Regions from separate parts of the Mus musculus genome. Here all the other regions are linked to region 3. A link is a contact called in public Hi-C, HiCAR-type, HiChIP or PLAC-seq and promoter capture Hi-C data. All regions are on one chromosome and are shown on one strand. The core of a region is the stretch at or near the end of the contact, and the rest is flanking DNA. Distances in the headings are between cores, read along the strand shown.

Region 1 (2,960 bases), core at 194-2,693, 2.9 Mb after region 3:
ATTCTCTAGAGGGAACTATATGTCAGCTTTTCTGCCCAGGACAAGCCATTGTTGTTTTCTTTATTATTATTTAACATTGAAGTATTATGAAATAATTTCCTCTGAGTTGAAACATACCATCCTGGAGGGAAGTTCACTCAGACTCTGGAAGTCCTACTAGGAGGCTCATTAAGAACCAGGAAATAAACAACTTATAAATCTTAGGAAGTCCCTAAAACTGGCCAGATGTAGAAGGTTCCACTTTCCCTAAGGTTACATAACCAGTAAGGCCTGCTAAGGAAACTTAGACAAGCCAGGCTTTGGGAAAGAGATTCTGACCCATCAAGATGCCTGTGCGTTGTGCAAAAAGCTCCAGGGTTCTAGATTTCATGAGTTGTCATTCATGCTGGGGAGGGCTTTCAGTGATACAAAGCCCCTGCCTTTGAGGGTTTCCTGCTCCTGTTGAGTAACCCTTCACCTTTATTCTTGGAACTAATGTCAGTAAACATGTTGGTTCAACAAGTTAGACCTTGGTAATATCATTACTTTGATCTGTCATGAGTTTCTTGGGATGAGGAAACATTTCTGTCAAATCGTCCTAGGAAAAAGATGTCACACAACCTTGGGAAAACACATGAGCAAGCACGTGCAGGCGTTCCAATGCTCCATAAAGAAGCTGTCATGAGATTACCACCATGCAGCTTTTAGACAACAGAATCAAGCTCACGTGTGATCCAGACATCATGAAGAATAAGTAAGCTGGCCTCTCTAGACCCCACAGAACCCCAGGTAATGATAAGAAATATGTAATTTAACCTCATGAGTCCAAGGATAGTGATTACATGTTTTATTGGCTACTTGATTATTCATAATTGAATTGGTAACAATGAAGATGAAGTGGAAAAACATTCTTGCCACATGTTTCTTAAACACAGCCTTCATTCCTGAAGTTGCTTCTGTTGTGGATTCCACTTAGATCAAGCCCTTGCCTTTGCATTGTAGTAACAACATTGAAAACACAAGGCTATCCTAAAGCTAAGAGAAAGGAAGGGCATTCTTGGCACACCCTATGTACCCAACAAAGGACAAATCAGGCAGTGATCTGCCTCACAGGGTTTTGTCACCCGAGTGCTTCTGTGAATTGAACCAGTTTGTTAAAACTAAGTTGTTCACAGGATGCAGCGTTTGGGGACTTAGAGCACTGACTGACTGTGGGTCATGCCATCCCTATTTGAAAGTTTAAACTTAGAACTTGTTTCTTCAAATGAGAAAAAAAAATATTTTAAGTATGTACCAAAATTCAGAGTACAGACTAGAGGTGGGTTGCTTCCTATAAACAACCTCTTCTTGACAGATCACGAGGGACAGTGACGCACGCTTCGTCAGAGCACGACAGACTGGTTTCCACTGCATGGGTATTGATCACTGGTCCTTTTTCTTGTTTGGTCTGATTTCCCAGTTTCTGGGCACAGTTGTTACATTAGTCACCTTGCTCACTGTGGTTACTAAACATGTCACCAAAGCAGCTCAGGGAAGGGCTTTTTTGGCTCACAGTCGAAAGGAACAGTACATCACGGTGAAGAAGGCATGACAGCAGGGACATAAAGCAGCTGGTCACATTGCATCTGCAGTCAAGAAGGAGAGAGGAGTGAATTTCCCCACTTCAGTTAAGCTGGCCTAGAAAAGTCCTTATAGGCAGTCCTGGAATTGTGTTCTATAGTGATTCTTGCTTGAGCCAGGAAAGTCGACAATAATAACTCACCAGTGTGGTTACAGACTCTCTACCGAAAAATGTGTCTATATAAACAGAAACAATAATCTTTGTATAATTATGACACTAAGTCACAGATCCAAGGTGCTTACTCTCGAGTTGACAATCTCCAACCTAACAAAGAGTTATATTGTGCATAAGGCCTTTCTCCTGGATAGATAAGTCTCCAAGTCTGTTCTGCTATTGTTTGATTTTCCTGCTAAGGTCATGATGTAGCAACGTCTTTCTTTCTTCCGGAATTAACAGGGCTTCCAGCATGGAGTAAAGTTTGTCTGTGTGATACTGGTAGGCTATTATACAGCTAAGGTTTCTGAAGCAATTAGCCCCATCCCTTGCCTTCTTATTTGTCTGATTTTCTCACCTACGCTTAGAGATTTCACTCCACTTATTAAAATTACACTCCACAGACTTATGAAAGCATTTCCCTGCAAAGGAGAACTCATCTTTAGTCTGGAATCAGCTAAGCAAACTCTCTTCCAACCATACTGATTGTAGAGTACAACACGTAATTAAGTGTTTACTGGAAAAGCTAGCAGATAGGGCTGAGGTGTGTGTGTGTGTGTGTGTGTGTGTGTGTGTGTGTGCATGTGCATGCAGATGTCAGAGCAATTCCCATCTCCATAGCAACATCCAATGAACCTTCTGGAATAAGGAGAGCATTCCCAATATCCCTGAGGCAAAATGATAAAGCAGTAATGAACACGAGTCCAGAATCAATGGCGTCACTATGTTCAGGGCATCAGATATGGAGTATCTCAGCTTCGCACTCTATCCTTCCTTCTCTAATCCCAATTCATTTTTCCTAAGATGCTCCAGTAGATGGCAGCTGACATCTGTTGAATTCACTAGGGGCTACTAGTCTCAAGGCTAGTTACACAACACTGGTGAATGCATCCCAGAAGCATTCAGGAAAACTCTGTCTCCTATGTTACAGCGGGATGTCATTGGCCACGACACCAGGATACTCCCTCTTCTCATGAGCCACTGTGAAATGGAAAAAAGAGAGACAGCTCCAAACCGTGTGCATCAACCATTTATCCTTTGCAAAGCATGCTCTACAATATTCAGGGCCTTGAGTGGAGAGAGTAGGGTGGAGCCACTAACTCCTGATATCTCATACCCAACACTGAAGAGTCTTGCACTTTTCTTAGAAACTTAAGGCTGAGCTGGACTCAGCTAACAGTGCCTGTGAGATCTCCCTCTTTTCCTC
Region 2 (2,736 bases), core at 95-2,594, 2.6 Mb before region 3:
AAACCCAGAAAACCAAAACTTTAATTACATTTGTGGTAAAGCCATCTCTTTCCTACAGTCTGGTTAGTCCACTACTCAGCTCTGAGCACTCCTTTAGCTAAAGTCTACTGTATGCAGGCTTAATGGGTCCTTTATGACATCAACTTATTGCTCCCAGCTTCTCCTGAGCCAGCAAGGGTCTTCTAATTACTGGGCTTCAGGCATCTGAAGGACAGAAGACCTTGGGGAGAGTGTGGCGAATCAGCAGGGAGACATCAGGCCAAGAGCAAGATTCAAGTCTCAGGGCAGAGAGTGGGCAGGCAATGGGGTTGCCACAGCGAGTTTCCGGAATGATGGGTTATCCATAGGATTCTGGAACCTGGGAATAAATGCGGTCTATCCTTTTCAATGTGTGGGGCTACTGTCTCAGAACCGCCCTTTTAAAATCTCGTTTGTATGTCTGTGTAGGATTATGTATAGGCGTGCAGGTGCCCTCAGAGGCCAAAAACCTGATCCCTCCGAAGCTGAAGTTACAGTGAGCAGGTTCTGGGATGGAAACTTGGCTCCTATACAAGAGTACTGTCCCCTCTTACATGCACTCTTCTGACTGAACACCTGAGGGAAAACACAAGAGTGCTGCACAAGGTCCCCTCCATACCCTGACCTAAATCCTGGGTCCGGATCCCCTTTTCTTGAGTTTGCTCGGCTGGAGGTCCCAATGCAAAACCCAGTTTCCATACCAGGTTTGGCAGCCAAGGTGAGCTTATGAGCCTAGGACTCAGGGTTTGTCTCCTCCATCCTGTTTGCTTCAGTCACAGTCCCCGAGCACACTTAGGTTGTGCCAGGGCCAAGAGTGATCGATCCAGCTCAGTACTAAGGCTGAGAATGGGCCCGTTCTACAGGTGGCTAAATTGCTCAAGTGCGTTTTACCAGACGAAATTCACCTTGATCCTGTTTGTTCCAAATGGTAAATAGTTGGTGTTACAAACGTCCTGTTTCTCAAGATGCTGATGCACCCTCCTGGCAGCAGTAATAAACTGGGGCCATGGGAGTAGTTCAGGAGAACACATAGATTGGATAGGCGCCGTCCCACTTCAGCCGCGCAAAGGTGCTCGCACCCTTCCTGAGTTTCCAGGCCAGGAAACCTGGAGAAACCTAAACCACCAGGGTTCCCTATATATACCCAGAGAGGGCGATTTGGCCTCGCCCTCGGCTCCGCCCCTTCCCGACCCCTCCCCCAAGACCGCAAATGTCGCGAGAGCTCCGCACAGCCTCTCGCCTCGGTGCCGGGCCGTCAGGAGCGCGCACGCAGGTCGCGGGCGCGCAGAGCACGCCGGGCCGTCGTAACCCCCCCACGCCCCAGCGGCGTGGTCTCGCGAGACTTGCGAGTAAACATCCCCCGAATGGAGACCCGAGGCGTGTTCGCGGCGGAGCCGCCGTTCTCCCGGGTCCGCCGACCCCGAGCCTGAGGCGGACGCAGGTACGTTTGCCGGCGGCGGCCGAGAGCCGGACGCGCCCTAGGCTCAGCCGTCCGCTGCCCGCGCGGGGGCCGCCGGCTACCGCAGCTGCTTCCCCAGAAATTGGCCCGGAGCGGCGGCGGCGGCTGCGGCGGCCTGGCCTGCGCCTGCGCGCCGCGGTGCGCAAGCGCCGTTCGCCTCCGCAGGGCCCTGCGGTCGCGAGCCCCGGGGAACCGAGCTGCAGCTCAGTGCACATCGCGGCTCGGACTCGCATTTGCTGTAGGTGTTTTTGAGTGGCGCTTTGAAGGGACGGGAGGAGCACTTGAAGATTTCATTCTGGGATCAGCCTCGCTAGCAACCCCTAGGTTTGGAGGCGAATGAAAAAGCCGGACAGAGAAAAGCATAAAAATCTGCAAAACTAGTCGGGGGGGGAAAAAGTTAATATTTAAGACAAGGTCTGAGTAGCTCAAGCTGGCTTTGAACTCCTGATCCTCACGTCTCTGCCTGGCGCTGGGATTAAAGACGTACAGCGCCACACCACTTACCGTTATTTTTTAAACGCAAGACCGTGATTTCTATAAAGTGTCCTATGTATCACAGGGTCACTTGTATTAAGTGGTCCCGCCCTGTGACTTTGTGTCATCTTGCGGAGCAGTTCAGTCGGCACCACAGCCCGCTTTGAGAACCACTCCCCAGACTCCCGGTACCCTGCTGTGGTTAGAACCGATTTTTAGTCTGCTATTTTAGTCACCGATGGACCTGTCTCCTTAGGTTTGCTTTTTGGGAATAGTGGGTCAAGAGTCGCATGTGGCCTTTGGTGTCTTGTTTCCAGAATTCATCTATGTTGTTGCATAAACCAGTACCTTTTTTTATGGTTGTAGCGTAAGTCAGTATTTCATCTTTTACGGCTGAATGATAGTCCGTTGTTTAATAGCCCACAGTTACCCCTATTCATGTGGAATACCTTTTGCCAAGGTCTTATCTTGCAGTATGTGACACATTTGGCCACAGAGCTAATTTTTTGTGGACTTTTTGGTTTTTGTTTTTGTTTTGAGTGTAAGGGTGAAGTGGCTACTGGAACCTGCACTTTTGCTCATTAGGACTCTCCTGCAGTCTCTAAACACCCCTTATAACCAACAATTTGCTGTTACTATCTAAAAAGTGATGCGGTGTTGGCAGGCCTCCCCCTCGCCCCTCGGGAATGAAGGAGCATGTTTTCTGGTCAGATCTTGTTCATTCTTGGTGCTGTCATATGCTTTATTCTCTGACTCAGTTCTCTCTCCGATGGTCGGCAATCTTT
Region 3 (2,731 bases), core at 151-2,650:
TCCATCCATCATCTATCTATCTATCTATCTATCTATCTATCTATCTATCTATCTTTGGTTTTCGGAGACAGAGTTCCTCTGGTTGTCTGGTATAGCCCTGGCTGTTCTGGAACTCACTATAGACCAGGCTGACATTGAATTCAGAGATCTGTCCCTGAGTGCTAGGATTAAAGCTGCATGCAGCTACCAGGCTGGAATCTCTTCTTGAGGGTTGGGTTGCTTTGTTTGTTTGCTGGCTCTGTAGAGTCTTCCCTATAGGGCTGGTCAGTTTAAAGAAAAGACAGGATCACTGGCTGGCCTACAAGTGTAAGCCGGTCCTGATGTGGCCTTGAACTACTTGAGCCAGTCCCTGAGCAGGAGGCTGGCTGGGCTGGCAGGAGAAGAAACAGCCCATTTTAAAAGGTACCACCCGTTTTTAAGGTACCGGGCTTTTGTCTCAGCTCAGGGGGGTGTAGATGAAGCTGGCCATCATGGAAGCTCACCACCTTTGTCATCTACCAGAGTTTTTATCTAACTGCTACTTCCTTGCCACCAGCAGCCCTAGTTTGGCTTGAATGTCTGGTACAGCTTCTAGTATATATTGTTCCGCCCTTCCCCTCATCCACTGTACAGACTCTGGGTTCCCTGCCCCCAGTACATCCTACGCTTTTCTCTTGGCTAAGGGACACTGAGCCTTTTCAGGGAGCCTTCTCTCCCTCTCCAAGGACATCTGCAGCCACCTCAGGGTAAATCCTGTTTTGTCTTGGTGGTGCCAACCCATTTCCCTTGACAGTGAACATAAGGAATGGAGGTCCCTGACTTGATAACTCCGAGGATGGACAACTCCTTACTCGGAAATCCGCCTGCCTCTGCCTCCCGAGTGCTGGGATTAAAGGCGTGCGCCACCACGCCCGGCTCCCTTTTCTCTTTCTGTCCTTTTTCTTTCCTCCCTCCCTCCCTCTTTCTTTCTTTGAAACAGGGTTTGATGCCTAGAACGGTCTTAAATGAATCCCATGGGGGTGACCTTGTGCAGTTAGGCGTAACTGTGTGCTTTAAGGGCCTGGCGGCACCTCATCTTCCGTAGGACTTTTTGGCTTAGTGGCATGAGACTGCGTTAGCCCAGCAAAACCATCCTTGCTGGAATCTTTCTCTGGCCCCTGCAGCGATGCAGTTCAGGGCAACTCCTAGATTGCGGACTTGGAGCTTCTATTCGCAAGATTCTACTCTCCGCCCTCCAGTGAGGCCCCGCCTCCTCCCTGCCCAGCCAATCTGCGCCTCTCACACAGCCCCATCCGGGCCTCAGCGCCTCCACATGCACACGCCCCTCGCGCGGGTTGTCCTATCCGAAGTGGAACCTTCAAGATGTCCAATCAGAGCGCGCCTCTCCCGGGCTCCGCCCCCGGGCCTGGGTGCTCCGCTTACTCTGGACCCACCCCGTCCCCACCGGCCCGGTGGCGGAGGCGAAGCGCAGTTACCCTCCGGACCTCTGACCATGTCGCTGCAAGTGTCGAGGAGCTTGCGGGTTGTGGCCTACAGCCTGCGCACCGCCCTGACCTTCTGCTCGCCGCGGCCCTGTGTACCGAGCGCCGCCGCCGTCCGCTCACTGCGCACCGGATCTGCTTTGCTGTCGGGTAAGTGCAGGGCACGTGGTCACCGCTCCTGCCCGCCCTACTCCCAAGCCTCCTGGCCGGACCGACCTATAGCCCTACCCACGCTTCTCGCTCTTGGGATCCTGGTTCTGCGGCCTTTCTCCCTAAGTAGGCGGGAGAGTACAGGAGCAAACTTTGAACCCGGGGTAGAAAGGTGGAGCTGGGAGGGAAGGACGGCTGGACCCGCAGGTAAACCGGCCACTCGTGCCGGGCTGAGCTTGCTTTTAGGTGCACCGAGATCCTAAATGTGGGGAGCACTTAGGTTTGCTGTGGAACCTAACAGCAGTTTGTTTACGAGGAACTGCGAAGTGAAGTTAAGCAGAAACACATACTAAAATTTAGCAGAATGCATATACAGATGAATGAAAAGTCAGAGTAACAGAAATAAGCTTTTTACTCTCTCCCCCGCCCCCCGCAAAATCAAGCGTAGTGAGGAAGCTTTAGCTGTGAACTACAGACAGCAGGAAAAGTTCTAACGTCTGAGTCATTGATGTGTACTGGGGTTCAAACGAGCCTGGTTTGACGGACTGGAAATAGCTGGGAGACCTGCCCATTGTACGCGTTTGCACAGTTAGCTGGGAAACAGTTTTATGTGCAAGTAGTGGAGACCTTACTCAGGCAGCACAAATCGGAACGGCTGCTCTCAGCGAGTGCCGTGGGTCAGAAATCTGTGGAACTCAAAATGTTGATCACGTTATTCCTCGGTGTGGAGTGCCACGTTTCTTCCTTTCTTGCTAAAATTTCTCCAGTTTTTCACACACCAGACCGTTATTGACTGGAGTACAAGGGTAAAGAAATGCTCAAATAAGCAGTCCGTTTCAAACCAGGCATGGTGGGTGGCTTCCACCGGTAACCGTGTCAGCACTGCTGAGGTGGAGGATCGCTGTGAGGCCGAGGGCAGCTGGAGCTACATACTGAGTTCCAGGTATTTGGTTAAATATTGCCTAATGTGTCAATTCCCACGGTCTGCTTAACTACTCAGGTTCTTTTCATTTTTACCCTCTTTGAACTGGCAGAATTGTGCACACTTATTATGCAGGGTGCAGAGCCTTGTGCTTGTTGAAACACAGACATTATTCAATTCTGGTTTTTCCTCTTAGAGC
Region 4 (2,757 bases), core at 145-2,644, 2.9 Mb before region 3:
GTGTGTGTGTGTGTGTGTGTGTGTGTAAAACAGCCCAGCCCACACAGCATCCAACAGTCGGAGGATGTTCAGGGCCTCCGGTTCCTCTGCGCCCACAGCTGTACTGTCTGGTCATAGGAGGGAGGAATCCACAAGGAGAAACCTCCCCTGAGGTCTGTGCTCTCACACAAACACGAGCAATACTGCTGTGCTGACCTTTCTGATCAAATCTATAGACCTGACACACGATGTCCCATAGTCTTTTAACTATGAGGCAGGCTTTGGAGGACTTGGAAGTCTAGGCGGACACTGGCAGGGGACACCCAGTTAGGAATAAACCTGTTGGGCTAAATTCAGAGAAATTCTGCTTATCCCTCTATCTTCTGGGGTGGGAGCTAACACCTGCAAGTCCCCTACTTACAACTCCCAAAGCCTCCCTCCTCCCAAAAGCCCCTCTCTTTCTAGAAGGCTGGAAAGTGCAGCCTCTCGCTTGTTTCATTAACAGCCCGTGGAGAAGAGTCTGTCTTTTCCTGTCTCAATTCTTTACCCCCTTTTCCTTATAAAACCAACATGGGCTGGAGCTACAAGACAAATTCCCCCCCCCTCCCAGTTCTGCTGAACCCACACGAAGAATCATTTTGTTTCCTACTGAACAAAGAGTCTCTGCTAAAGATAAGTCAGCTGGTTCTGAGATAAATGGGGAGAGCGAGGGGGCTCCAGTGTTCCCATGGAGGAAGAAGTCCGGACATTCCATCCTGTTCCGCTCTCTCTGGGAAAGAAGACACAACTGAATCTTTTCCAGAAAACTAGTAACTTTGTGACTAAGCTGTATCCAGGCAGGAACTCTCCCAGCTGCTGGGGGCCCAGAGAGAAAGGTACCAATCAGCATCTAATTACTGCATACCCCTGATTCTCCCGGTTCACCTTGGCGGTGTGAGAATGGGCACCACTGTTCCCACAGGGCTAAAATCGCACCGTGGGTGGGCAGGTGGCCGAGGGGCCCACCCAAGGTCACAGACAGGAAAACATAGATACCCTCTCTGCCCATCTACTTAGGGCGGCCAGCCAGGTCTCTAGTTCCTCACTGTCTGGAAGCTTTCTTTTCTAGGCCAAGGAATCTAGAGAGAGTTCTCCAGTGCCAGGCTCGCCTTAGTCTCCCGGACCATGTCTGTGGCGCCTAGCTGCGTGCAAGCAGGTGTGGTGAAGGTGCAGAGCCAGAGCCCCCCCACCCGGGATCCCCGGGAGCCAGCACGGAGCCCAGGCGGCACTCACCGTCCCGCGTCCCGCCCCGAAGGTGCTGAGGCGCCGAGGGAGGCGTGGGCCGCACCTGTGCACCCGCGAGCCCGGATCGCGCCCGCTTGCGAGCCGCTACCAGAGCAGCGCACACTGCGGGGCTACCGGGCCCGCCCGAAGCGCAGCCATCCCTCTGCAAGGAAGTGCGAGCCTACACTGTCAATGGCGGCTGGGGGGCGGGGCCGGCAGGCGGGCGAAAGGCGGGGTCTGCAGGATAAGGGGCGGAGCCTCGCCTGAGGGGCAGGCCTGTGAAGGCGGAGTGCAGCTTCAGAGGCGGGGCCTGAGGAGGCGGGAGGCAGGAGGTGTAGCCTTAGGGGCGGGGTCTGTGGATGGGAAGGAGCTGAGCTGGTCAAGATCTGTAAGAGACACCCAGGGTCCCTTACTATTGATGGTGCCTGGCTGTCCCCTAAGTAGGTCAGGCATGCGCCGCAGAAGCTTGCTGGCGCCCACGTCCCAGGCTCCAGGATATGAGGTGGCTCCGTGGGACAAACCTCAGGGTGGGTCGGGAACTCCGGGAAGGCTGTATCCTCCTCATCTTCCCTTGGCTTCTGCTCACTGATTCTGTCAAGAGGCCTTTGTTGACTACTCTGCTAACAGCCACACCCCCTACACTCTGGCCCGCTTTCTGCTTTCTCCATACCTTTATCCCAGTCTATTATTATTACTTGCCCCCCCCCCCCCAAGCTCAGGAGATTAAACCCAGAGCCTCAACCACCACTCCCCTCAACTTTGACCAAGTCGATTCAAAATATTTTAAATAATTCTTTCCTTTTTCTTCCCTCCCTCTCCTCTGCCTGTCTGTTTCTCTGTCTCTGTCTCACTCTCTCGTTCTCTCACTCTCTAGAGCTTTTGCGGCTCTCTTTTTCTCTGTCTCTTTCTTCTCCACTCGAAGCTGTCCAACAAACGTTACAATCCTTGCTGGGCTTTTATGGCAGGTACATACCCTCTCAGTAAACATCTGTTGATCTTAGATCATTGTTAATTCATCTAATAGTTATCAAACGTCACTCATAGCCTGGAAGAACCTTGAAGAGGTTCCTCTACGTGAAAGAATCTAGACACGAAGGACACTCCCAGCTGCATTTGGTGGCACACAGCTGTCATCTCAGCTCTTGGGAGGCTGAAGCAGGAAGATAAAGAGTTCAAGGCCAGCCTGGGCTTCACAGAGAGACGTCTCAGAAAAGCAAACCACTTGAAAACGAAATGCATAAGTAAAACGTTCAAACAGGAAAGCGGGAGAGCCAAGAAGCATGGTAGAGGATGCCAGGGGTGAGGGGGTTGGGACCGTTAACAAAGGAAAATTAGGGACTTTTGGGGGAAGATGATAAAAAAGTTTTGAAATGAGAATATTGTTAGTTGTATACCATGAGAGTATACATTTATGCCTATTATCTATTAAATTTACCTAGAATTTTTAAGAATTTTAAGGTAGATTAAACAGTTCTACTGTTGCTTCAGCTTATTGTCATAGACAGCCTAACATAA
Region 5 (2,867 bases), core at 41-2,540, 2.6 Mb before region 3:
GTCTTCAGACCCACCAGAAGAGGCCATGGATCCTATTATAGTTGTGAACCACCACGTGGTTGCAGGGAATTGAACTCAGGACGTTTGGAAGAGCAGTCAGTGTTCTTAACCGCTGAGCCAACTTTCCAGCCCGCAAGCCCATTTCTCTTACCAGGGACAGCAGAAGGGCAGCTCTGGGACAGGGCAAGAGCTCTGTCTCTCCCCACTTTGGTTCAGAGATAACTGTGATGCAGTTTGCTGTGTAAATCTCCCCCCTACCCCTTTTGCCAGGTGTGAGCACCTACAGTTCCCACTCCTGTAAACGTGTTTAATTGCTCAAAGTGTAACTTAGGGGCGGCAACATAAAAACAACTCACTGATAAAAGCACACACAAGAACAGGGTGTGATCAGTTTGATCGCTCAAACCTGTGTAAAAGAAGCAAGCTTTGTTCTGGGCTGGTCTCTCCTTGGATGTTAGAACCCTGTGCACACTATTAAATATGAAAGACATTTTCCAGGGCCTGGAGAGATGGCTCAGCGGGTAAGAGTACTGACTGCTCTACAGAAGGTTCCGAGAGTTCAAGTCCCAGCAATCACATGGTTGATCTTAACCTCTGCATGTATGTACTTCTGAGATTCAAACTCAGGTCTGGAGGATTGTGTTGCAAGCACTTTTACCCTGCAAGGCGCCTCTAGAAGCCTTAGATAAATGTAACGTCAAGAGCTGATGAACTCTCTGTACTTGTGGTTTGTTGAATGACGCTGAACACTGTTTGGGAACTGTGTCTTACACTCATTGCAAACAATTCCCAGCCACAGGAAGGTATCTAATAAATTATCATGGAATAAATAATGGGTCTTCTATATGTACTGGATTGATCATATCAATAAAGGTGCTGTTCTTGTAGCTGTATGGATGGGTATGTGTGAGGGGTGCTGGTTGTCCCCAGCTGAGTGAAATGGGCATGTGTGAGGGACACGAGCCCTCGCCCCTTTGGCTTCCCAGCGCTAAGGCACCTTCTTTACGGATCCCTGGCCCCGCGTCGCCGTGATCGCCTGCCGACTCCTCCAGACTGGGCTCCGCCACGCTGTCCACCGGCGGCTCAGAGACTTCGGGGTGCATGCTCACTCCTGGCCCGACCACTCAGCCCTAATACTCTACGGTCCGCGTCGTTGGCTGTCCAACGCTTTCCCGGTCGCCGCGGCAACCAGTGCGCACGCGCAGTCAGTTACGCCGCCGAGGGCGGGCCTAGCCGAGGGGGGGCCACGGGGGAAACTGCACCCGGGCGCGTGCGCGGATCACGTGGGTAGCGGACCTGCGGTGGTGTCCCGGGGCGGCGGCCGCGCGGGCAGCGGGCGGGACGGGCTTCGGAGACCGCGCCTCTCGCTGCAGGTATTGCGCCCGCGCCCCTCACGCCCCTCGCGCCCCGCTTCCGTCCCTGGCCACGCCCCCTGGACCCCGACCCTCGGGAACGCCCTCCCCCCCGCCGCGCCCCGTAGCGGGGAACTCTGGTTCCGCGCTCTAGGCAGCCGCTCAGCTCCCTGAGCAGGTGTCCCGGGCCTGGTCCTCGGCAGGAGGCTCGCACAGGCGACACGCCCCGGGACGGCCCTTTTGTCGGTGTCTCTTTATCCTCCTTTATTCCTGGTCGCTAGGTCTAAGTAGGTTCTAAGTCTCAGGACTGATGCAGAATGGCCGCGCTGCTGAAGAAAGCGCGCAGCTTCTGCAGAGCCCGGTGGGTTTTGCAGAGTCGCTGGGCCGTGCCCGGCGCCACTGGGGAGGGATGGGACACTAGCAGGGAGTCCCTGTTCTGCTACCAGGACTCAGCCGCACCCCTGGGCGGTGACCGCAGCGGGTTCGGGTTCCCACGGGGAGTCTCAACGACCACCTGCCAGGGCTCTGGGCCGAGCCTTCGCTGAGATCCTGGGATGTCGTTGCGTCCGTTTCCTTCCTCTTGTGTAGTACACCCGGGTGCGATTGAGGAAGGGGATAAAGTGAAGCCGCGGGGACAGCGCTCTTAGCTTCTTCATAAACTCGGGTCAGTACGAATAGGGGTCGCTAGCATCGAACCCTGAGCGATGATCCTGCCTAGTGGCTCCGGTTTATTGAGGGGTGGCGGGAAGGCACTGTTGCAAATGCTTTTTATGCGTCACCTCATCGAATTCTCGTTGTAGGGGAGAAGCGTTAGCCGCTTTTTACAGGTGGTGGTGTTGTAACTTCATTCCCAAGGGTGGGATGGCTTTTTCAGAGTGACCCTAGTCATTGCTAAAATATTACAGACGCGCCATGTCCAACGTTACTTTATCAGTGGAGGGTGTGTGTGTGTGTTGGGGCGGGGGGAGTGTTGTTTATTTATGTGTGGGTGTGGAGGCTACGGGTCAGTGTCTGTCACTTGCAACCTTATTTTTCGAGAAAACGTCTCTCACAGAACTCAAGAGTTTTCTTTATGTTTGACTGACTGACTGGCCCCCAGGGTCCTCTCGTCTGCTCCTTTCTTCCCAATACTGAAATTACAAATTGGTTCTGCTTACATACCCACTCTTAGATACTGCTGGGGACCTCAGCTCAGGTCCTTAAGCTTGCACAGCAAAAACAATCTGCTGAGCCATCTAACCAGTCCCCAGTGCATATTTTTTTAATTGAGGCAAAATTCATGTAACGAGATCCATCATTTTAGCCATTTTGAAATGTACAATTCAGAACTTTGTAGTTAGGTAGGTTTCACCGCCCTATTTCCAGATAATTTCCACAACCACAAAAAGGGATTCCACCTCATGGGCTGCAGTTTGGGCTCATCTTGCCCCTTGTGTTTTCTGTGTCTCTGGATTTCCTTATTGCAAACACGCTTTATACATGTGACCGTATGCTGAATGGTCTTTTGTGTCCCCC
Region 6 (3,002 bases), core at 436-2,935, 2.9 Mb after region 3:
TCGGATGAGCTCTATGCTTTATGCTGCTTGTTTGCATGGTGTGTGACAGTGACCACCTTATTCATGTCAACATAGAGCCTGAGAATGTGGTGTTATTCAGAAATGGGTTCTTTGCAGATGTAAGTAGTTAAGGCTCTTGAGATTGCACCATCCTGAATGTAGGGAGAACTCCCAATCCAACAACAGGTGTCTTTGAAGGAAGAGGCTATAGACATAGATGTACACACACACACACACACACACACACACACACACACACACACACACACAGAGAGACAGACAGACAGACAGACAGATGGGAATGGGGACCCAAAATCTGCTGCTATAAGCCAAGGATGATCGAAAGTTACCAGAAGCTGGAAGGGGCAATGGAACATCCCCAGAGACTTCTGATTGTGTGCCTGCTAATACCTTGATTATGGACTTCAGACCTGATTATGGGTCCTTCAGACCCAAGAGAGGCTAATTGCTATTCCTCAAGTCATCCAGTTGGTAGGACTTTGTCACAGTGGCTGTAGAAAGTGTAACATTAGTTCTCACTATTCCGCAGTATGACTGTGCAAAACCAGATGTTTAGGTCAGCCAGAACTCATTCCATCTCAAAAGCTGGGTGGAGCCGGGTGCGGTAACTAGCTCACACCTGCAACCTCCTAGTGCTTGGAGAAGCTGAGGCAGAACGACTACCGAAAGTTTGAGATCAGCCTGGGCTACCCATCATCTCCTGGAGCCTCGAGAAGTCCTCATCTGTAACTTGCTCGAGGGTAGCCGTGCAGGTAAAGTGGCCAGTTCATGAACAAGGTGGCCCTGAGCTGTGAGTGTTAATCACTAGCGCATCCTTAACAAGCCTTTGGTTAGAGGGGTTTGCTTATTCTCAAACACCGCCCCCCCCCCCCACAAGCCCCATCCCATCCATGTGACAGAGAGCTGGCTGCAAACCAATCAAATGTCCTGGAAAGGGCCAATGAAAGCTGGCACACAGTACAGCTGATACTCACAGGCCTCTGTCCAGAAAAGACAATTAGCCAGCCAAAGAGGAAGAAGGCTTTTAAACAACCCCTAGAACTGCCCAGAGGCAGCAGGAAAATAAAAGTCTAATTGTGTCGAGACAATACCATCAAAATAGGAGCAGGGCTGGCCCATTCTGTGTTGAGTTCTCAGAACAGCCTTGTAGTACTGAGGCCAGGCTGGGAGCAGCAATGCCTTGAGCAAGAACCTCGGTTATGGGTGGAAGAAGCCACCCAGGAACTTGAACTCTGTTTGGCTGATGCATAACTGTCTGGCCATGTTGGGGTTCTGAGGTTCCGCTGTGGGGGTTCCTGAAGAGTGACTCGGATTGGCAAAAGGGAAACGCTGTGACCCTGGGAGATGAGGACACGCCTGCGCGTGTGTGAATCTTGTTAGGTGAAAACCCCAACTCTGTCCCCAGGAGCAGAAGAGCAAAGTTCCGGCTGGAGGGGAGCCCTGAGGAGCCTGAACTGCAGGGTGGATAGATAGGGCCTGTGCAATGATCAGAGCCCGGCTTGGTCAGGCTCCGGTGCTTGGAGCCGGAGAGCTTTACCTGACAGGCTCCGGGAGTCCACAAGGTCGCGACATCAGCCCTGCAGTACTTCCTCTTACTAGCAGCAGGAGACTTCGGGAAGCAAATAGTTCTGACGCGCATGCGCTTAGTAGCCCCAGCTAGGAATGAGGGCGGGGACTTTTCAGGGAGGAGAGGCTGAGGGCGGGGCCCTTCAAAGACGCCCGAAGTGCTAGGGGCGGGGCCTATAGGTAGGGCGTGTTCGGGGCGGAGTTAGGTCCGAAGGTGGTGCTGACCGGATTTAAAGTGTTGAATACACTAAAAAAAAAAAAAAAAAAAAAAGATTGCTGTCTAGTAGCGTGGGCTTCTTCAAAACCATGGAGCATGTGAGAAAATTTGCAATAAGCAGTTGTAAAAAGTACTTAATTTTAAAAAATTAAAAATTAATTACGCTTGCCGGGCATGGTGGTACATGCCTTTAATCCCAGCACTTGGGAGGTAGGGGCAGGCAGATTACTCTTGAGTTCCAGGGCAGCCTGGTCTACAAAGTGAGTTCTGGGACAGCCAGGACTGTTACATAGAGAAACACCGTGTCTTGAAAAACCAAACAAAAACGAAAACCAAAAACCAAAAACAAAACATTTTATTTACTAGTGTGTGTGTGTGTGTGTGTGTGTGTGTGCGCGCGTGTGTGTGTGTGTGTGTGTGTGTGTGTGTGTGTGCGCGCGCGTGTGTGCGTGCGTGTGTGTGTGTGTGTGTGTGTGTGTGTGTGTGTGTGTGTGTGTGCTACAGAATATGTATGAAGATCAGAGGACAACTTTCAGGAGCCAGTTCTCTCCTTCCACCCTGTGAGTTCCAGGAATGAAACTCAGGTAGGTAGGCTCAGAGGCTGGGAGGGGAAAAGGAGGCTGGGTGGAGAGTTGGGGGCTTGGAAAACCAGGCCGAGCTCCTCACTCCTGGCCAAAAGAGAGTGTCTAACATGTAGCTCTCCACACCTCCACCCCCACCCCAGTATCAATGTCTCCAGTGTCCTGCTGCAATGCAGACTGCCCAGAAGCACACACCTACTAAGTCCCAGGAGGGTGGCAGGTCCCCAGTGTAGGTAGATGCTGCTGTCTGACACCTGCACCTGTTTTCAGGGATGAACTGCCTAGCAATGGGAGAGCTCCATCACCTCACACAGAGCTGAGAGAGAGTGTGAGCTGAGCGGGGAGGCTGGCCGGAACTGAGACTGGGGGGGGGGGGGGAGAGGGGAGCAAGGCAGGCTTCTCCAAAGACTGGCATAGTGTCTGACACACAAACTTAATGATGGGCTTTACAATTCATATATCCTTCCCTAATGTCACACATGAGTACAATGTATCTATTGTAAGTGATTACAATAACACCCACCTTCCATACCCCTCCATTTTCCTCCCAGAACCCCCAACCACATCTGCCTCCCCAATTCATGTCTTCTACTTCTTTTTTATTTTTCTTTTCTTCT
Region 7 (2,795 bases), core at 88-2,587, 2.8 Mb before region 3:
CTGGCTGCCTCAGCCTCACTCCTCCATGATGGCCCTTGTAGCCCAACTTCAGCTCGAGGCTCTGCCCACTGACTGGTCGTTTTCCTAGGGGCTCATAGGAGGGTGGTGGTGGGGGATCAAGTCAATTCAAGGTGTCTTGGTGTTAAGATGGCCGTGGAATGTTGGGAACAAACGCTAGGTGGAGCTTGGCTGAGCGAAAGGCAGATGGCTTCTGGTGGACATGTGACTTCAATCCACTAGGGGGAGCTAGCTGCCCGTTTTCTTTTGCTGTCTCTCTTCTACTCGCCTTTTCAAAACTTCCACTCTCTGTATCCCAGGCTGGCCTGGAACTCACTGTGTAGACCAGGCTGGCCACAAACTTGCAGCAATGCCCCTGTCTAAGCCTCTTGAAGTGCTGAGATTACAGGTGTATGCCACTACACTCAGCCGGGCTGGTGTCACAATAATTAAATAATAATACTAATAATACTAATAATAATGTGTGGTGTTTTGCTTTATGTGCACCGTGTGTGCAATGTCTCTGGAGGCCAGAAGAGGGCGTCGGATCCCCTGGAACTGGAGTTACAAGCAGGCCTGAGCTGAAGTGTGGGTTCACCTGTGTCCTCTGTTAGAGCAGCAAGTGTTCTTAAGGACTCTGCCACCTCTCCGGCCTCTGGTGTCATTTTTCCAGCTACAATTTCAGACAGCAGCTTCTGTTACTTTGGGGGGTTGGGAGGAGTTCCTCTGTGCCACTCGGACGGTGGGGTTTGCAGGCAGCGACAGTGGGTTCGTCTCTGCTGAGAATTCTGGGACCTACCTCTGTTGTGTCTGTCTCCGACACCAGAAAAGGCCCGGTAGGGCTGATAGCAAGCTATCCCACTCCTGGGGACAAGACCGGCCGGCATCTGCTTCTGTGTGTCAAGTGCTCTATTGGCTAACGCAATGGACTTCAGGAGGTAAGGAGGTCAGATTTTCCACCCTAGTTCTGGGGGGCGAGTCCCAGCTCAGGCCTTCTGTTCACAGTGCCCCTGTTCCCAGCCTCCCACATTGCTCCCTTCTATCCGCTCCCTGCATTTAAACCCCCTGATCCGCTTCCAGCCCTTCAGCAGCTTCCTAGCACCTCCTAAAGCCCAAGTTCTCCTTCAGCCTTTGCAGAACCTGAGCAACTGTCAACCATCCCCAAGTGTTCCGCTGTTACAGGCTCAGTTCTTCGATCCCAGGCTCCGCCCACTCCCCGTGAACTACAATCCCATTGGTTAAGATCTGACTCGGGCTCCACCTCTCAGTAGCCCTTTTCCAATTGGTGCTCATGACCGTCCGTCAGCGCCGTTGCTAGGGAAAGGGCTGGGCGACCCGGGCAACCTTGCTGCCCAGGACGTACCGGAAGGAGCTCGGTCCCTGTAGACCAAGGCTGGTGAGCCGGAGGGAGGGAGCCCGGGCGAGGCTGGGCATAGCTCAAGGAAGGAAGGAAGACCTTCGGGGTGGCCTGAGCAGCCCCCAAGGAAGCTACTGTCTCAGGCTACTGTCAGAGAAGCAGAGAGTGCCTGGGATGGGGTGAAGCTGGGCTCTGAAGGGATCCGTGGGCCTGCCTTGTTTTCCGAGACGAACCCAATAGAGTTCCTTCAGAGGCAAGCTCAAAACCAATTTAGGGGGAGGCGAGGAAGGTGCCCTGGCCTGCACTCCTGAGGGGGGCTGGGACAGATGGAGGGCTGCCAGCTGCAGACCCAGTAGGCTCCAGGACTTGGACATGGGCTTGGTGTGGCTGTTCTGATGGGGTGTTGACCCCAGGAACCAGACAGTGTGTCACGATCTCTTGGAGGCCCCATGGGAAATTGTCCGAGGCACACTCCAGCCTGCCACCAGGAGCTTGGGGCTGCAAAGAGCTGGCTCGCCACATTCTTCGTGACACAAGGAGCCCTTTTTATTCTCCAGGGTCCATCTGTGTTTGTCTTTGGTTTCTGGAAAGCAGAACCAGGTGGCGATGTTAAACGATTCACCCAAGCTTATTAAAGCACGGCAAGCTAAACTCCTTTTAAGACCATGGGTTAGTGACTTGGTGATGGGACTTCACTGTTGGGGAGAGGGCCCCCTCCCGAAATGGATCACCTGGTTGGGGGGAGGAGGAAGGACGTGTTTAGCTATTAGGGGCAGTAGAGTGTTGAGGATAGACTGTTGCGGAGACTGGAATGTTCAAGGAAGCTCACTGGTGGGTTCAGGAGACTTGGATCTGGTCGGGCAAAGGCTTCCCCTTGATTGTGCCCAGGTGGGAAAGCCCATTGTTATACAAAAACTGTCTGGAATGGCCACCTGTGTATGGATTGAGACTGTAGAGCTCATAGGCCCTGTGTGGAGAATGGTCAGGGCTGTGGGTGACCTTTAAAGGGTCTCTCCACATCCCCCCCACCCCCCCACCCCCGCTTTCTGATAAGAAAAATGGCTTTGATCCTTGGCAAGTGTCTCTTTTGGGTCACAAGGCTGATACTCACTGCTACAAGTGACCTTACAGTCACTGAAAGATGTCTTCACCTAAGAAAGGTGGACATAGTTGCCAGGGGAAAGCTACCCCATGGACCAAGGTGTCCCCATGGAGGACAGAACCTGCCCCTGACACATGCAAGACCTTTCTCCGGGAAGCTGACAGATTGCTGGCCCCATGACAGAGCTTGCAGCCTAAAGGGAGAGCATGGGCCCCCCCGAGAATCATTCTTGCTGCAGCTGTGTGGAGACAGGCGGCCTTCCAGCTGTAGCGGCTGGGCTGGTACAGGGTGAAGAGCCATATTCTCAAGGTCTCTCCCCAGTCCTCCCTGAGCTGTGGG

Evidence for each region. Promoter capture Hi-C pulls out the DNA fragments that hold promoters and counts their contacts. A called contact is a pair of places that touch in the nucleus more often than the background predicts. HiCAR-type assays count read pairs that join an accessible place to other places. HiChIP or PLAC-seq counts read pairs in DNA pulled down with a chosen protein or histone mark.
Region 1: a contact with region 3 is called in a promoter capture Hi-C map of liver, with 5 times the contacts expected there. The contact joins the enhancer-like site here to the promoter of Gcsh in region 3. A contact is called at or near these places in 5 of 39 promoter capture datasets (the 3T3-L1 cell line, hippocampal neurons, liver and 1 more) and 1 of 115 datasets of contacts at active chromatin or transcription factors (astrocytes).
Region 2: an H3K4me3 HiChIP or PLAC-seq map of embryonic forebrain shows a contact between it and region 3, with 4 times the contacts expected there. The contact joins the promoter of Mbtps1 here to the promoter of Gcsh in region 3. A contact is called at or near these places in 1 of 39 promoter capture datasets (cranial neural crest) and 1 of 115 datasets of contacts at active chromatin or transcription factors (embryonic forebrain).
Region 4: a HiCAR-type map of astrocytes shows a contact between it and region 3, with 5 times the contacts expected there. The contact joins the promoter of Klhl36 here to the promoter of Gcsh in region 3. A contact is called at or near these places in 4 of 39 promoter capture datasets (the C10 cell line, cranial neural crest, pre-B cells and 1 more) and 1 of 115 datasets of contacts at active chromatin or transcription factors (astrocytes).
Region 5: a promoter capture Hi-C map of cranial neural crest shows a contact between it and region 3. The contact joins the promoter of Hsdl1 here to the promoter of Gcsh in region 3.
Region 6: a contact with region 3 is called in a promoter capture Hi-C map of liver, with 4 times the contacts expected there. The contact joins the promoter of Nudt7 here to the promoter of Gcsh in region 3. A contact is called at or near these places in 4 of 39 promoter capture datasets (the C10 cell line, hippocampal neurons, liver and 1 more).
Region 7: a Hi-C map of B cells shows a contact between it and region 3, with 5 read pairs. The contact joins the promoter of Meak7 here to the promoter of Gcsh in region 3. A contact is called at or near these places in 1 of 39 promoter capture datasets (cranial neural crest) and 1 of 484 Hi-C or Micro-C datasets (B cells).

Annotation. Positions count from the first base shown.
Region 1 is chr8:114,088,479-114,091,438 of GRCm38.p6, reverse strand. No RefSeq gene overlaps it. Among named protein-coding and RNA genes, the nearest start is that of Gm30107, 8.8 kb to the right of the region's middle. Within about 2 kb of position 1,443, at least 3 of the 459 cell types and tissues checked have an H3K27ac peak or open chromatin away from gene starts, as enhancers often do. A contact at or near this core is called in liver, where this site is marked.
Region 2 is chr8:119,557,369-119,560,104 of GRCm38.p6, reverse strand. It overlaps Mbtps1 (membrane-bound transcription factor peptidase, site 1), which reads left to right and starts at 1,344. Exons shown (of 23, transcript NM_001167910.1): 1 at 1,344-1,459.
Region 3 is chr8:116,992,167-116,994,897 of GRCm38.p6, reverse strand. It overlaps Gcsh (glycine cleavage system protein H (aminomethyl carrier)), which reads left to right and starts at 1,400. Exons shown (of 5, transcript NM_026572.4): 1 at 1,400-1,610. The coding sequence starts at 1,472.
Region 4 is chr8:119,860,942-119,863,698 of GRCm38.p6, reverse strand. Klhl36 (kelch-like 36) reads right to left here and starts at 1,394. Exons shown (of 5, transcript NM_146219.1): 1 at 1,252-1,394.
Region 5 is chr8:119,573,598-119,576,464 of GRCm38.p6, reverse strand. It overlaps Hsdl1 (hydroxysteroid dehydrogenase like 1), which reads left to right and starts at 1,290. Exons shown (of 5, transcript NM_175185.5): 1 at 1,290-1,373. Dnaaf1 (dynein, axonemal assembly factor 1) reads right to left here and starts at 1,230. Exons shown (of 12, transcript NM_026648.4): 1 at 998-1,230. The coding sequence starts at 1,103.
Region 6 is chr8:114,132,257-114,135,258 of GRCm38.p6, reverse strand. Nudt7 (nudix (nucleoside diphosphate linked moiety X)-type motif 7) reads right to left here and starts at 1,685. Exons shown (of 4, transcript NM_024437.4): 1 at 1,559-1,685. The coding sequence starts at 1,593.
Region 7 is chr8:119,776,958-119,779,752 of GRCm38.p6, reverse strand. Meak7 (MTOR associated protein, eak-7 homolog) reads left to right here and starts at 1,337. Exons shown (of 8, transcript NM_028883.2): 1 at 1,337-1,393.